Regions from separate parts of the Xenopus tropicalis genome. Here region 1 is linked to region 2. A link is a contact called in public Hi-C data. All regions are on one chromosome and are shown on one strand. Each heading gives the region's core, a stretch centred on a gene start, on an enhancer-like site or on the middle of the called end of the contact. The rest is flanking DNA. Distances are from core to core; before and after follow the strand shown.

The links. A called contact is a pair of places that touch in the nucleus more often than the background predicts.
Region 1: a contact with region 2 is called in a Hi-C map of neurula embryo, with 1.5 times the contacts expected there. The contact joins two enhancer-like sites. A contact is called at or near these places in 2 of 5 Hi-C or Micro-C datasets (neurula embryo and tailbud embryo).

The regions. Positions count from the first base shown.
Region 1 is chr8:128,722,917-128,727,831 of UCB_Xtro_10.0, reverse strand. No RefSeq gene overlaps it. Among named protein-coding and RNA genes, the nearest start is that of nr2f5, 28 kb to the right of the region's middle. Within about 2 kb of position 2,446, at least 2 of the 11 cell types and tissues checked have an H3K27ac peak or open chromatin away from gene starts, as enhancers often do. A contact at or near this core is called in neurula embryo, where this site is marked.
Region 2 is chr8:128,682,214-128,687,178 of UCB_Xtro_10.0, reverse strand. nr2f5 (nuclear receptor subfamily 2 group F member 5) reads left to right here. Exons shown (of 4, transcript XM_004917341.4): 3 at 2,396-2,920. Among named protein-coding and RNA genes, the nearest start is that of nr2f5, 13 kb to the left of the region's middle. Within about 2 kb of position 1,363, at least 5 of the 11 cell types and tissues checked have an H3K27ac peak or open chromatin away from gene starts, as enhancers often do. A contact at or near this core is called in neurula embryo, where this site is marked.

The DNA of each region.
Region 1 (4,915 bases), core at 1,197-3,696, 40 kb before region 2:
CTGCCCGATTTGAGGCCAGATGTCAGTCGGGCATGCCCGTCGTTTGTGCCCCTATACGGCCGATTAGCTGCCAAATCTGTCTAAGGGACCGATATCAGCAGCTACAATCGGCCCGTGTATGGCCACCTTAGGGCAATAAGCTGTTACAATAGCAAAATGGCACCCTAAAGGTGGCCATACACGGGCCGATTGTAGCTGCACAAACGACCAGCCTGCCCGACTGACATCTGGCCTGAAATCGGGCAGATATCGATCAGGGCAGGTTAAAAAATTTAGTCGGATCGGGGACCGCATCGGCTCGTTGAAGCGGTCCCCGAACTGACTGCACCTATTTCGGCATTCTAATTCAATTGTTTGGCCCCAGGGCCAAGCGACTGAATTAGCCTAAATTCTCCCGATATTGGCCACCCGTAGGTGGGGATATCAGGAGAAGACGTGGCCAAGCGAACGGATCTTCATGTGTATGCCCACCTTAACACAACTCAAGTATTTAAACTAATCTGAAGAATATATTAAAATTGCCACACTGACCTATGGCCCCCATGGGGTTCCAGCTTGGCTGATGACCCCCATACATGCACAGATGTATCAGTCCAAATTTCCCAATATTGGAGTATAAACAATGACATTTGTCCTCACAAATTATATTATATTAAAAAAAACCCACTGATTTCTGGGTTTGAGTTGAGTCAGCTTCCTGCAGTATAGACTTCTATTATACAAGATAAGTAATTAGGCTAAACAAGAAGGTTTGGAAGCTGCCTGGTGTCCTAACTGTTCCTCCTCTGATATGCTAAGTGAGGTCACCTTGTTAGAGATATGAGTGCAGTGAAAAGAGTCTCTAAAGAGACTTGTTAGCAGTCTCTCTGCATGAAGGGAAAGTGTCTGTACTTGAGATTCTGCCACTTCTCCCTGCATGGCTGTCTACTACCTAAAGCTCAACCTCCCCACAATAGAATATGTTGCATTTTCACCACCGCCATCTCCTCGCTGACATTTTTTTATGTGTAGAAAAGGTGTATTCATATGTTAGAACCGATGTCTCTTTTATAGCAGTACTGTTAAACATGATGTTCCGTCTGATTGCCGTATTCTTACTAGGATTGTTTTGTCATTCTGCCAATGATATCCCCCAAGGCAGCTTTATTACAAGCAACAGTGAGGTCTGATCTTCCCCTAATAATCCTTTGACAGCGGGAGACAATGAGCCTCTATGAGGATGGCTCTGCTAAGAAATAATCAGACTCCTGTTTTTAGAGCAAAAAGCAGTCATACAATTACTAAACTGAGCTCTGCCTAATAAAGATAAACAGAAGAGTATATGATAACATACCTGAACAGAATAATGCAGAAATGTGTCTATGTAAACAAATATTGTCGATAAAATTCCTTATAAAAGGTGTTTAGTGATCAATTATAATTGGTGCTTTCCTGTATAACTCAGCCTGCGGCATTGTGCCTTTATATGAAAACCCCTTAGTGACCTCTAATATCCTTATCATTTACAGTAGGGGGTACATTATCCCTTATAAAACATGAGTGATACTCAGAGTTCCCTGTATAACTCAGCCTGTAGCCTTGTGCCTTTATATGGGCACAGAACCCCTCAGTGACTGCTAATATCCTTATCATTTACAGTAGGGGGTACATTATCCCTTATAATACATGAGTGATACTCAGAGTTCCCTGTATAACTCAGCCTGCAGCCTTGTGCCTTTATATGGGCACAGAACCCCTCAGTGACTTCTAATATCCTTATCATTTACAGTAGGGGGTACATTATCCCTTATAATACATGAGTGATACTCAGAGTTCCCTGTATAACTCAGCCTGCAACCTTGTGCCTTTATATGGGCACAGAACCCCTCAGTGACTGCTAATATCCTTATCATTTACAGTAGGGGGTACATTATCCCTTATAATACATGAGTGATACTCAGAGTTCCCTGTATAACTCAGCCTGCAGCCTTGTGCCTTTATATGGGCACAGAACCCCTCAGTGACTGCTAATATCCTTATACTTTACAGTAGGGGATATATTATCTCTTTAATTGTGCCCTTTTTATTTTCTTTCATCATAACAAGGAACCAATGCACGTAAAAACAGCTCCATGATTGTTAGAGAATCCTGGGGGTGCAGGCACTATCGCTGTTACAAAGTGCATTTGTAGGTACGTGAGCATATGTGTGCTTTTTACAAGAAGTTTCTCTTTTGTAGATCTCTTATCTCTCCATCTCCAAAGAAGCCAACTCTGTGATTCCTAAGTGAGCTATTAAACAGAAATGTGTTCAGGCTTTGTGGCCCCAACGCTTGACCTGTTTAACTTGATTTTTATGACTCTGAAGCCAAATCAGCCATAATTGGCTGACTCACACAGCCCTGGGGTCTCTGAGAGAGATCAGAGGCAGGAGCCTTCTCTTTAGTCTCTACGCTGATCGACCATACAGCAGCTTACTGGGCCCCGGACAGGCAATTAAGTGAAGGGATAGCCAGGCCTTCATTTTGCCTCTTCGCCCTCATAATGAACGGCAGCCAAACAATGAGAAAGGCGACAATGCGCACAAAGTATTGTCTCAGGGATTAGAGAAAATGGACTTTAAAATATCATTAAACAGCAGATAATTAAGGAAACTCTGGTTGGTAGGGTTTTATTTTCTATCTGACACAGTAATAATTGGGGTTTTATGCTCAGTTAAACCCTGTATTTGTTAGGACTTTTGTTTTATAACCACAGTAGAATGCAGAATTCTGTTTTGTCTCAAAGAAATGTTCATTATGTTTTGGTGTTCTCCTCCAAGATTATATACAATATAGATTAATTTTCCCCCTAGAATTCCAGTGAAACTTATATGGTTTCCTTTAGGGATTTCTTACCAAGTATCCCTGGAGCCATTGCCCAAGTATTGGTTGGCCAAAACTAGGCGAAAAACTTCTCAAAGACTCCTTTGTTGAGTATTTAATCATTCTAAATAAGATTCCATAGACACCATCAAGTCTTTGATGATGAACCATCCCTCCTATTTCATCATGCTGGATTTATGAACACGTCCATTCCCTAAATTTATACGGTCCGAAATACTGTTTTCTATCCAAGCGGCTGATCTACTGAGACTATAAATTTCAGTGTTTTGTTTCAGTTTCTTAGATAAATGTTTAATAAGCAGACTGAGTAATGTTTCTCCTCTTTCAAGAATGGAGGTTTCAGAAATATATGAGGTTCCTGAAAATATTTATAGCGCAGCAGCTGACTCTGAAGGACCGTGAATAGTTCATTCATCTCGAGCGTCCTTAACATTTAGATGATCATCATATGTTACTGAAGGAGCCAATTAAGTTCCTATAGATGTTGTCGCTCCATGTTATCAAATACTGCCATTGGTTGGTTCACCAATGACAATAAACTTGTGGTGTGATGTAGATGTGATGTAGTAACCTAGAACAAGTGGAATAACCTGTAGCAACTAGCATGTGGTGTGATGTAGGTACGATGTAGTAACTTAGACCAAGGTTGTCCAAGTGGAATAATCTGTAGCAACTAGACAGCAGTTTTCTTTTATTGGTCTGCTACGGTTAGAATGATTAAAAAGGAAGCATATGATTGGTTCCTACAGGTTACATTTCCAACGTAATAACATAATACATGGTGTATGTACCCAAACTACTTCAGTAGAAAGCACTTTGGGACATGGAGGGAGACACTTTCCTGCTATTTGGACTGCTCGCTTTACCATGGGAGGGCAAATATTTTTAACTTTTCTACTGTTAGGCAGCCTGTTGCCTGTGTATAGGTCAAATTATGACCTATCCAACATATATATGATTACCCCATGGTAAGATCTCAATCAAGAATGCACTCCTTACCCAACATGTCTGTATACAACAACCCCAAGAGCTGATACTTGGCTAAAGGACAAAAGAATTGGATGACTCCAATAGTCATTACCACTTGGTGACCGAATCTGACAAAGGTAATTTGATGACTTCTCCAAAAGAGTAGATCCTCCCATGTATGGCAACATTTTATTGGGGGAAATGCTCTCAAATTACAGTTCCTAAAGCCAAGACTCTGGGAGAGTGAGTTGGGGCACGATGGTTGTGGTTCAGACCACTTTCTTGCACTAAATTAGTCTCAGGACAATCACTTTATGGTTGCCAGGGGGCAATGACCCTTTGCCATAACATCAGTAAATTGCCTGGGTAGGGATAGAAGATAGGGAGGAGGGAAAAAACACATAAATCAGGTATGTGCATCCTGGGGCCTTCCCCAATGTCCAGTGTAAGCTATGGTTTACTATGCAGTTTAATTAAAGGGTATTTGTAAGCACTATGGGGGTAAAGGGATCAACTCTGCAAAGTTTGTACCCAGCTTAGTAGCCTATAGCAACCAATCAGATGTTTGCATTTGAATAGGTCACAAATATATGCTACTTACTGTGGGTTTTTATAATGCTGGCACAAACATTCTGAGTCCTAATACTATTATCAATAATGTTTCATTAGCGACACATTAAAACAGATATAAATATATAATACAGGTATGGGATCCGTTATCCGGAAACCCGTTATCCAGAAAGATCCGAATTACGGAAAGCCTGTCTCCCATAGACTCCATTTTAATCAAATAATTGAGATTTTTAAAATTGATTTCCTTTTTCTCTGTAATAATAAAACAGTACCTGTACTTGATCCCAACTAAGATATAATTACCCCTTATTGGGGGCAGAACAGCCCTATTGGGTTTATTTAATGGTTAAATGATTCCCTTTTCTCTGTAATAATAAAACAGTACCTGTACTTGATCCCAACTAAGATATAATTACCCCTTATTGGGGCAGAACAGCCCTATTGGGTTTATTTAATGGTTAAATGATTCCCTTTTCTCTGTAATAATAAAACAGTACCTGTACTTGATCC
Region 2 (4,965 bases), core at 114-2,613:
CTTGTTGTTGTCTATACAGTAATTTAGTTATTTGCCTGTGCAGGGTACATTTCCCTGGATCCTGACACCATTAACAACTGGGTTTTAGCCACTTGAGGATTGAAATTGTGATCCATCAGAATCCCGAAATTGAAAAATTGGGCTGTAGCCAGCGCATGCTTAATATACATAGATGGACAGAGAGAAACAGAGAACTGTTGATTGATAAATATAGAAACATGGAGACAAATACAATGTCATGTTGACAGATAACGAGACATGTACATAGCTACAGAGACATGTAGACAGATATATGTTGACAGACAGATAGGTAGAGAGATAGATATATAGATAGATTGATATAGATAGATAGATTGGATAGATAGATAGATAGATAATAGATAGATAGATAATAGATAGATAGATAGATAGATGATAGATCGATAGATAGATAATAGATAGATAGATAATAGATAGATAGATAGATGATAGATCGATAGATAGATAGATAGATAGATAGATAGATAGATGATAGATCGATAGATAGATAGATAGATAGATAGATGGATAGATAAGGGATTGGTGGATAGAACCACTTTTGGTTTACATTAATGGGATTTAAGGACTTTTAGAAATTAAGGGAAAATATAAAAAGCACGAATTGAGGTTGGACTGAGGGAGACATACTGATATAGCTCTATCTATAGATAGAGAGAGTGATATATATATATACACATTATTAGATCATGTTTGGGCAGAAAGGGGCATTTGGCTTGTCACTCCCCAGGGAAAAGTATGGGAGAATGACTATAAAATGTTTGTAATACTACAAAATTGTGTACGAATGTGCTATATACTTTACACATATATATAAAGAGAGTATACCAGGGATGTTCCGCTTCAGCTTGTTAGGGGATGCTGGGAGTTGTAGTTAGCAGTAGCCAGAGCACTGTATGTTATTCAGTTGGGGGCCCCAGGTTTGTTTTTCTTTTACAGTGGCCCCTCCACTCTAACGCAGGCTCTGCCAATAACTACATGTATATCCCGTCAGTAGTATATAAATATACATGTCAGGGATACCTAGAGATATGTTTGGTTAACAATAATGATTGACAGACAGCCAGTCGTAACTACAGTGAAAGTTTAATAACTTTAGTACAAATAAGCAGCAAACTCTTTTTGCCCAGTATTATGGCCATTTAAGGCAAGAAAACAATCTCATATTACTGCCTTGCAGCGCTGGGGTCCCACTATCTGCATGCTATCTGTATGTTCCCTGGCTCATTTGTTATATTCTGTTTTGCCTGGGTTAAGTGGCCACGCATTTCACAGCCAGTTCTGCTGATAGATGGTTATCCAGACACTTAAGAATCAAGTGCCCTAAGCCAACTTGCCCCAAGCCCCTCGGGCTGTGAAGTACAGAGTGGGAGATAGTGAAGCGCATGTCGGCAGTCGTAACTGCTGAGTGGTTGGGGGGGGTGGTTGATGGCTGTTATAACTCTCATACTCTTGTTTAGACATGTCAGGAGAATTATGATCTATTCACCTCTGTAATTAGATGGCTGAACAGCTGTCTGGCCCCCACTTAAATCCAAGTGTCCATTATTTTAATTAGCCTTCCCCAGCGCACCCAACTTTAGCCTACCCGCAATTCCCAATTTTCCTTTCCAGTGAGAAATGAATTTATATTATAAGGATTTATATTATAAGGAATATTACTAAGCAATTTTATTCTCTGCACTGCTGGTTCTGACTCTACCAATGGAGCAGCCAGGGTTAACAGCTCTAGAAAGAAGCATGTAATGGCTGGCTTCTACTGCATTGTTTCAACAGATAAACACTGGTTTCAATAACAATAGCCTTAACAAACACCTTTGAAACCAGTGAAAATGCTGCATTAAGGTAGATTGGAAAGTTGCTTACAATGACTTTGTTTTATGGGTTTACATCCCCTTTAATCAATTGAAACCATTTCTAACGTAAAGCTATTAGTCGGAACTGGCAGTGGAATCAATTTGGTTGATATTAGATTTTAATTTCATTATAATTTTAATAGTAAGGCAGTTTTGGTGCAAAGGCCCTCTAGTGGCCATAAGAAGAAATTTTATTGAAAAGTCAAGAATTTAAAGTATAATTTCATACCTATGTGCTTAGTTTTATTGCTGGCGATTGGGGTCTCGGTTTTACTGAGAAACAATGCATTCATTTTCATTTCTCCATGGCAGAGGAAGCAATGTAGATCTTACATGGGTTATTGTATAAGAAGATATGGCTGACACACAGGGATGGGTATAAAGGAACAAGATGGCGACAGTAATGTTGCCCCACCATGGAATGATTGTTGTCCATATCCCAATGTGTCAGACTTTGCTGAACCCGAATAGTGATCCACACTTTGTTTTCTTCTTCACAGCAGTCCAGCGCGGTCGGATGTCTCACCCACAAACCAGCCCAGGCCAGTATACTCTGAACAACGTTGACCCTTACAATGGGCACTCGTACCTAACGGGATTCATCTCCTTGCTTCTCCGAGCTGAGCCATACCCGACCTCACGGTATGGAGCCCAGTGCCTACAGCCGAACAACATCATGGGCATCGAAAACATCTGCGAGTTGGCGGCCCGCCTACTCTTCAGCGCTATTGAGTGGGCCAAGAACATTCCTTTCTTTCCTGACTTCCAGCTCTCTGACCAAGTGTCCCTCCTCCGTATGACGTGGAGTGAGCTGTTTGTTCTTAATGCAGCACAGTGCTCCATGCCCCTCCATGTGGCGCCCCTGTTGGCAGCCGCTGGCCTCCATGCATCGCCAATGTCTGCCGACCGTGTGGTGGCCTTTATGGACCATATTCGAGTCTTTCAGGAGCAGGTGGAAAAGCTGAAGGCACTTCACGTTGACTCTGCAGAATACTCCTGTTTGAAAGCCATAGCCTTGTTTACACCTGGTAAGTAATATTCTTTATCAACCACTGGTATACAATGGTACAATCCAAATATAAGCTAAACACGGCCACAATGGAGCGGACCAAGTGACCTGCTGCAGTGTGGGGCCATCTAAAGAGCTGGGTAGATCTTTTATAATAATATCAGGTTTTTCTCTTCCACCCTATGCCTGCACTATCACTACATGCATGAATGGGCAGAGGCAACACCGGACACGATAAAAGGCCCCATTAAATCATTTTTTTGTGGGGGCTGAAAGTTACACCTCTGCTTAGCCATAGTGACCAATGGTCTTAGCCTTCCTGAAGTTAAGAACCTGCAACCAGGCATAGAGGCACTTCCACAATCAATGTCTTTTCATGTTCCCCAGTAGTAACCATTCCATTAAAAAAGTATTTACAGCAAGGGCCAATCTGCTCCATCTATTGTTACTCTATATCCTCCTTCATCCAGTTGCAAGTGGATTATGGGAAGTTTTTTTTAACAACAGCAGTTGATGCAGTTCCCCTGAAGGGGTAGGTTGGGTAGAGGAGGCACTCATGTAATGTAATACTGCTGGTATGGCCATTCATGGACCTTTATTAGAGACAAAACTAAGGGCAGCAGGGGCACCTACCTAGGGTACAACCATTTTGGGGATAGTGGGGAGGAACAATTTCAGAAATTATGTTTATTAAGGTATACATAACAGAGGGCTATTTGAGTGGCTCATCATTAGACCAGCTACCTGTCCTCAACATCTTCTTGTTAGTTGGGTGCAGAGCAGATCAACACCCTTGCCTTGGGTGCCAAAGGTCCTTGGCCCAGCTCTGGCCTTGTGGGGGGGGTGTCCCCTATTTCACCCAAACTTCAAGTAGCATTAATTATCATTTATATATAAAGAAACTTCTACTTCAGGGGCTGTTCACTTATTATTATACTTTATTCATATTGCACTTGAGCTTCCTTTCATCTACCAGTTCTTCGGTAATGACTTCCTAGGAGTAGCATCCCATAATATCAATTCTCCATCTTCATGTCACTTATGTCAGTAGCATTTCTACTTAACGTTGTTAATTAGGATCGCACTTAAACATCAGACACAACCATTGCTTACTGCTTTTAGGGGGATCAAGAAGGGGGTCTTTCGAGGTGTCTGTGCATAATGGGGTCTGCTCAGCTCATATGGCTGGTAGCCCTTTACTGTTAAATCTTTTATAAGTCGTTTGCCGGTGTTTAGAAAGAGCATTGGAGTCAGACTCAGGACGGCTGAGCACAGGCCGCTAACAAAGGCCCCTGATGATTTATTGCTCGTAAGACAAGAGTGGTAAAATGGGAGCCTCGCGGGTCAGATGGGTAATGTCAGGCAGCCATACAATGTCATTCTTGTAACTGTTTCAGTTGACCTTCAGAGCTGTCCTGCCTCACAGCTGAGCAAGTCAGTCCGGATGGGGGTCTCTGTTAAAGCAGCCCACCTGCTCCCATGACACACATGCTCCCTGGTAGCCCAGGCATGGGTCCCTATAATATATCTGTCAGATTTAAAAGCAAGGGCGGAGGAGGCATTTGCCTTTGTGCTCCTGGACCACAGTGAAGGTATAAAAATTATATATATTGAGTATATGCCCAAGGTTTTATACCCTAACGGCTGTCAGGGAGGTATTTAAAATGAGGCCCCTTAACCTTCCTACACGGACACTATCACTGAATGATAAATAAAATCCCAAGGAATATGTGCAATAGGAGGCCTGGGGAGGGGGGATCTAACTCTCCAGGGCACATTATATACAGGGTATTTTAGATCCCCCTTCTGCAACCCTCCGTGGTTCAGTCTTTTTTGACCTCTGCTTAAGCAGGGTGGTTATAATTAAATGCTGGCCTAATTGGAGCCTTCAGGAAATGTAGCAGGACATCTGTTCCGACATGATTAACATACCAAAATGAGAAAGTGAACGGTGATGGTGCACACAAATACAGCAGCTTTCCAGCAACGGGACACCTTCCCCCCAAGGCATGGGGTGCCCTAAAACCATTTTGAGGCCACGTAACTTCTGGTTTAGCCACTATG